Linked DNA regions of Mus musculus: region 2 is linked to region 1. Evidence: chromatin contacts called from public promoter capture Hi-C data. All regions are on one chromosome and are shown on one strand. The core of a region is the stretch at or near the end of the contact, and the rest is flanking DNA. Distances in the headings are between cores, read along the strand shown.

The links. Promoter capture Hi-C pulls out the DNA fragments that hold promoters and counts their contacts.
Region 2: a promoter capture Hi-C map of liver shows a contact between it and region 1, with 3 times the contacts expected there. The contact joins the promoter of Slc43a2 here to the enhancer-like site in region 1. A contact is called at or near these places in 2 of 39 promoter capture datasets (liver and stem cell-derived epiblast-like cells), 1 of 484 Hi-C or Micro-C datasets (embryonic stem cells) and 2 of 115 datasets of contacts at active chromatin or transcription factors (embryonic midbrain and memory CD8 T cells).

Annotation. Positions count from the first base shown.
Region 1 is chr11:75,151,629-75,155,199 of GRCm38.p6, forward strand. All of the region lies in intron 15 of Smg6 (Smg-6 homolog, nonsense mediated mRNA decay factor (C. elegans)), which reads left to right. Among named protein-coding and RNA genes, the nearest start is that of Hic1, 17 kb to the right of the region's middle. Within about 2 kb of position 1,758, at least 113 of the 459 cell types and tissues checked have an H3K27ac peak or open chromatin away from gene starts, as enhancers often do. A contact at or near this core is called in liver and memory CD8 T cells, where this site is marked.
Region 2 is chr11:75,530,439-75,534,009 of GRCm38.p6, forward strand. It overlaps Slc43a2 (solute carrier family 43, member 2), which reads left to right and starts at 1,674. Exons shown (of 14, transcript NM_001199283.1): 1 at 1,674-1,976; 2 at 2,150-2,350. The coding sequence starts at 2,191.

The sequences.
Region 1 (3,571 bases), core at 508-3,007:
CATGTTATAAAACCTCTCATTTGTGGTAATGATATTACTGTCTCCAGAATAATAAGGAATACAGACCCTGGGTGAGTCCATCCCCTTTGAAGGGAGGAAGCAACCACACTGTGTATGGGTCTTCTAAGCAGAAGAAAGATTTAAAGCCTCTACTTGGTGTGGTGGCCCTGTTTCATGATCTGCTGTGCACCATCTGTGTCAGCCAATTGCATTGCATTTTTGTCTGTGTAATTTTGTGTCTCTGTTTTCAGTGGGTTGGCATTGTAAAATCATCCCCTTTAACTTGTAAAAGAACCTTCCTAGAGACACAACCCATCAGCTACCTCAGCTACTGCATACCATGTCTCTTTCCCAGTTGTCTGTCAGTTTGCTCCTGTTGCTCAGAGATAACTGGACACTTAGCACTTTTCCTAAACTGGAGTTATTTCTCTCTTGCACACTTGATGGTCCTCATTGCTGCAAGTCTGATTTGGAGTATCTACTCTTTTTCTTTATTTTTAAGTCTTTTTTGTGCTTGCTCGTGTGTTTGCTTATTTTGGGGTTTGGTTTTGTTTTCTTTTTTTTTTTTTATTAGTTATTTTCCTCGTTTACATTTTCAATGCTATCCCAAAGGTTCCCCATACCCACCCCCCCAATCCCCTACCCACCCACTCCCCCTTTTTGGCCCTGGCGTTCCCCTGTACTGGGGCATATAAAGTTTGCAACTCCAATGGGCCTCTCTTTGCAGTGATGGCCGACTAGGCCATCTTTTGATACATATGCAGCTAAAGACAAGAGCTCCCGGGTACTGGTTAGTTCATATTGTTGTTCCACCTATAGGGTTGCAGTTCCCTTTAGCTCCTTGGGTAATTTCTCTAGCTCCTCCATTAGGGGCCGTGTGACCCATCCAATAGCTGACTGTGAGCATCCACTTCTGTGTTTGCTAGGCCCCGTGGTTTTGTTTTCTTGAGACAAGGTCTTGCCGAGGATGATCATGAGCCCCTGGTGCTCACCTCACACCACTCTGCCCTAGGACTGTGTCCCACCTCCCACCTCTCTGCCCTAGGAGTGCCTACACTTTCCCAGGGTGGCCCAGGCTGAGCTACAGTGGAGGGCTCCTGTGGAACTCTCCTTCCGGGTCAGTACATTTGAGTCCAGGCCAGGGCTGATCTGTCTGAATCTTAGCATTCCAGTTCCCCCCCTCACTCCCACCAGAGGCTTCTGCAGCTTTTTACTCGTACAAACAAAAATAAATGACACTACCGGCCTCTGAACTCCACAGCAGCATGCTTCCCCTTCTCCCTGAGCGTCCCATGGCTGTGAGTGGGGACTTGGCACTCTCCCCATCTACATCACTTTTTCACTCCCTGCGCATCCTGTGTCCTTCTCTCACCGTGCGACCCAGAGATCAGAATGGGACGTGACGGCCGGCACAGGCGCCGTGCACAGCTGCCAGGAATCTGACGGGTAAAATCTGGAAAAGTTGGGAGGGCAAATGCTAAACACACACAGCGCCACTCAGAAAGGGCCGGAAACACAGACACCCATCACAGAAAGCCTGACTCCTAAGCTCTTCTTGATCTGTCATTGTTTTTATTGGTACTGAACTAATCTTGTGACCCAGGTATTAATCCCCTTACCTGCTAAGCCCACTGGCACCCCAAAAGAAGAGAGAGCAACTTTGTCTAATCTCCTGAGACTCCATGAGGGCATGTGGGGAACAGGAAGCAGTTGTGTGGTGACTCACTGGGCAGAGCCAGGTTAGGGGAAGTTGTCTGCAGGCGTCCCTGAGACCGGATGAGGGCAGCCCAGCTCTGACCACCACACGCAGCTTGGCCCTGTCCCATTCCCAGGGAACCATCTGCTACCTCTTTGAGAGGCTATGGCCAGTTCACCTTTCTGGCCACAGACCATAGCTCTAGGTACCCAAGGAAATCAAGCTTCCCCAAACCTTACTCTAGGTTTTACATCTATCCTGTCTTCAAACGCCATGCTGCTCCCCAGCCTGCCTTGGCTGTCTGACTTACCACTAGCATATAAGGTGGCATGAGCCTGGTCTTAGGAACCCATTGTTCATCCAAGGTGAAAAACGACAGTTATCAGCATTCTTAATGGAAGTCTAACCAGGACTGCATGTCATTTCTCCAAGTAGGAAAACAGATGTAAGAGAGAGAGAGGTGGTGCTTCCTTAATTAAGACTATGGTTCCTGTCACTATAGGTGCTCATGTCTCCTGTCATCCACCAGTCATGTGGCAGAACTTATTATGTCCTCTCTCCCACAAAAACAACAACAACAACAACAACAACAAAAAACATATTTGAACAGGGCTTCAGAAAGAGCATTCTGGTCGATTTGTATGGAGGACAGAAGCCTGGGGGAGGGGAGCTACTTCTTGGCATAAAGGGCAGCAGAGTATCTGCTGGACCTGAGCAGGACATTTTCCTGTTCTTCTCAATGCCCCCACCAAGATTAGTAGAATGTGTGTTACTGTCCTTTTGCCAGTGCTCTGGGAATGACAGTGACCGAAAGCCCCTGGGAAGGTGGCTGACACTTTCCCCTTGTGAGGTGAGAACAGTTGGAGGGTTTCAGCAGACAGGGCCTCTTGGCCAAAACTTCTCATGCTGCCACTGTCCCGTGGCCTGTGTCTTCACCAACTGTGGTGGCAGTGGCAGCAACAACTTACTCATAGGGAAAGGTCTCTGGTAGGTCACCGAGAAGCCACCCCCATCCTTTGAAGGCATGCCCTTTCAGTTTTACTGTCACCCTAGTGAAGCCTAAGCAACCTTCTTGCTAACTGTTGGTGGCCAGGCCCAGCACCGTGGGCCCCATCTCAGTTGGCACGCACATACACTTCCTCTGTACTGTTTCTGGGTCTGTCTCCTTGTGGTTGCTATGTTTCAGAAGACCATAAGAGGGAGTGAGGGGACTGAGACTGACCCACCTGCTTTTCTGGATTCCCCTTGGTACCGGCTAGCTCCCTACATAGTCTGCCAGAGCAGATAAATTTCAGCCAGTCAATTTGCTTTCTGGCTATGATCCTCAGAGGAAATAGCACAATAATAAATATACTCTGTAGAGACAGATATACCCTAAACCTGTCCCATCAGGTCACTGCTACCCATGTAAGATTGCCAGACCAGAAGACACTGGGTGCTGCAAATGTTCACAGAATTCCACAGAAATGGAAAAGCCTATAACACAGATAGTCCCTGGCTTGTGGGCTTCTGGGGCTGACAGAGGTTGGTACACAGGCCTGCTGGTGGTAATTGGGGTAACTGTTGAATAATATGAGGTGGAGTGCTTTAAATTTTCATTATGGCACTTCAGTTTGTACTGGGATACAGCACAATTATGAAATCCTTAGTATCCTAGAGGACTTTCCTGAAGAGCCTAAGACAAAAAGCCCTGATGCCAAAGGGAAAATGAAGGTAGGACAGTGTTACTTGTTCAGAGTTCTTGTGGTAAAGAGTTAAAAGTAGAGCAAAAAAGCTGGGGGTGGTATGCCTTTAATCTCAGCAGAAGGTAGTGGCAGGCAAATCTCTGTGAGTTCAAGGCCAGCCTATGTACATATCAAGTTCCAGGACAGCCAT
Region 2 (3,571 bases), core at 424-2,923, 380 kb after region 1:
GGTCATCAGGCCCCCAAACCCACCAGCAAGCCTAGACCAAGTCTGGGAGAGCATGCACTAGCAGAATGGCTGGCGAAGGTTCTGGGCACCAGGGGGCGCACTCGAGCTGAGGGAAGCTGAGTCAGGCTGCTGGGGACACCCTTAGCTCTAAAGCAAGCCGGCTCTTGAAGTGTGGAGAATCTGAGGGATACCGAGTGTTTTCTGAGGGGAGGTTAGTGCCTCTCGTCAGGGAGACTCGGACGGACAGCCAAATCTTTCGTGCTGAGGCTCCATTCCACGTCCAAGCAGGTCCTCAGAGCAGCGCAGCTCCGCTGATGATACAGAAAGGACGGAGCTCTTTGGACCCCTAGTGATCTATCGCGCTCTCCAAAGTCAGACTTAGACTAACTAGGTGCTCGGGATTGCTCACAGCATGAAGAAGGGTGGACGAGAAAGTGTGCCAGCCACATGAAAGAGTCGTTTGGGAAAGTGGGAGGGCAGGGCATGCCAAGGTGACCGGCCTGAACACTGACCGGTCTCTGAAGGCACCGAGAAAAGAGGGCGCGGGATGGGGATGGCGACAACTGGAGGACCAGGGGCTCTTAGTCCAAAATCCTGACTACAGACCCTTAAGGGACACCGATTAAAGACCAGGCAGGAGGCACCTGATTCCAGGCAAGGACCCGGTGAGTCGGGAGATCTAGCAGGGATGCGGTAATTATGCCACGACCTGGGTCGGGGTGTTCTGATACCCGTAGACAGCGCCTGGATAGGACAACGGGGGCTAGGCAGCGAGGAGCCCGGACACAAAGCCCAAGGAGCAGGCCGGGAAACAGCACAAAAGGGCGGTAATGGCCTGCGGAGTTGGAGCATCCGGCCCTGGTTCTCTCCGGGCGAGAACGGTGGTCTATACTGCGGGCCGAACCGCACGGTGCTTGGAGCCCAGCTCGCTGTGGACCAAGACTCCCTGAAACGCTGACCCATGAACTTGACAAGGAAGAGGGCAACGAGAAGGGCGTGGGGCGATGCCCGCGGCGGTCACCGGGTCGAGGGGCACTCCAGTTTAACTGGGTAGAGCTGGGCCTGCCCGAGCCGCCCCCCAGCCCCCCCATTCCTCTTGTTTGTCTCCAAGTCCGGCCGGAACCGGCTTCTGCTCGCCGGGGGGCGGGTGGGTAGCTGCTGATTGGCCGACGCCTGTTTCCAGCCCCACTCAGCCAATCAACGGGCGGCAGTGTTTTTCATCTTAGGATAGGAATAAAAGGGCTGGAAATAAAGGGGACAGAAAAGGCGCCGGGCGGGCCCGATACACACTGGTAGGAGCCGGGTGAGCTGGACTCCCAGGATCCGGGTCTCAGACGAGGGTGCGAGAACCTGAAGCCGCTCGCAGGCAGGGGTTGGAGGGAAGGTGCATACTTGTCAGAGGGACGACACCGGGAGGGAGACGTAACGAAAAAGGCCAGGAGGACAGAGGGACGGGATCCGCTTCTATGGAAACGGGCTAATCGCCGGGGTAACAGCCCGACACGGGGGTCGCGCGGTTGGCTCGCGCCGCCGGTTTGAACCGGCTTCGCCTCTCCCATGCGGGGTTCGCGTGGCGGTAGCGCCTAGCGACCTAAACACTAACCAATGGCGCGGCAGTTCCTGTGCGGTCCCGCCAATGAAAGCGCCGTGGGCGGGCCGTTTCGGGGCTCCCTGTGCTGATTTTGTGGTTGAAGGAACAAGCACTAAGGAAGGGTCTCGAGTGCGGGCGGGCGGGAGCCTGTCAGGGTCCCTGGGAGTGGCAGCTCTCAGGTGAGCCTCTGCTCAGGTGACCTTACTACGAGCTGCCTCCCTTTCCGGCCCCCAAAGTGGCTGTTCAGTCTTGCTTGGGATCAGGACCCGCTCCACGTCCTTGAGCATAATTAGCCCTTTTCCAGCTGCCATGCCTCAGTTTACCTCCGAGTGAACTAAGGGAGAAGCCTTTCCTCTTGGCCAGCGGGGCTCCACTGTGGCCTAAGGTAGCGTTACCAGGTAGCTGCGGGTACGGGGTGGCCCAGGTCCCTGACAGGGCTAGGGTTCTTTTCTTTTGCGGCGGGCACCTATAGCCTGGGCTGCAAGGGACTGACAGGCTGTGCGCCAGCGGCTACACGGGTTGGGTAGAGCCACCGCTGAAGCTGAGGTCTGCGCGCAGGTGTCTGCAGAACCGGAGCCCGACCACCGCCACACCGCACCATGGCGCCCACCCTGGCCACTGCCCATCGGCGCCGCTGGTGGATGGCCTGCACCGCTGTGTTGGAAAACCTCCTTTTCTCCGCAGTCCTCCTGGGCTGGGGTTCGCTGCTCATCATGCTCAAGTCCGAGGGCTTTTACTCCTACCTGTGTACGAAGCCAGGTGAGATGGGCGCCTCGGTCGGGGGCAGGTTTCTGGAGTGGGTCTTTGGGAGAGGGCGGTTGGTGGTGAAGATGTAAGCCAGCTATGCCTGCTTGCTGCACAGCGCCTCTAAGTGCCAAAAAGCCCATTTGATCCTCATCCAGCTCTCTGGGTGCGTATCATTATCATCGTCCCTGTTTGTGGATGGAGAAACTGAGGCTGGGACAAGTCTTCCATTTGCCCAAGCTGTAGACTAATAGACTAATAGACTCCTGCGTGCAGTCAGGAACGTTGCTGGCCTTCTGGTCTTCCAGGGCCTGCAGCATTGCTTGCCTTGCAAAAAAAAAAAAAAAAAAAAAAACATGTGTAAGAAAGAGGAACTCTCATAGGCCGGGGTGCAGCAGGAGAGAGGAAGTGGCTTCGCCTCCACCCGAAGGAAGGTTCATCTAGACCTACATGTTTTTAAGTCAGGCCATTATGGAGTCCCCTTAAAGGCTTGCCAAGATAGAATTTCTTGTCTATTTTTGCTGCTTTATGATTCTCCAAAGGCCATTTCCTCTCCTGAACTGTGAGAACATCTCAGTGGCTTTCAAAACATCGTAGGGAGGAAGAGGAAGGGAGACAGTGGTAGAAGGATGCTTAGACTCTCCAGGACAGACTGCAGGCAGGCTGAGGCTGGCCCACACTACCCCCACCCTTCCTTCTGCCACTCCTGTCTTCATACCCTGGTTGCTGTAGGGTCATCAGTGGGGCCGAGTCAGCTGCCATCCTCTCCCCTTCTTAGGCATCCTTGGTAAGAACTGCTTCTTGCCTTTGTCTCTTGTCTCTGCCCCACCCCGTACCCAGGCTTGACTCTGTAGGTCACTGCTGGCATGTCTTTTTTATTTCTAGAGTCCTATTCATTTACTTTTTTACTTTAAATTTTTTCTTACATTTTTTTATTCATTTATGGGGGCCACAGAACTGGATGACTGACAGAGGACTGCTGTCGATGACAGAGGACTGCTGTCGATGACAGAGGACTGCTTTTGGTTGTTGACACTCTTTTTCCACTATGTGAATTTATGAGGTCAAACTCAGGTTGACAGACTTGGTGGCAAGAGGTTCCACGCCCTGAGTGTCATCTCTAAGAAGTGGGCTTGCTATTTATTTTATTTTATTTTCAAAATAGGGTTTCTCTGTGTAGCCCTGTCTGTCCTGGAACTCAACCCCTAGACCAAACTTGCTTCAAACTCAAGGATC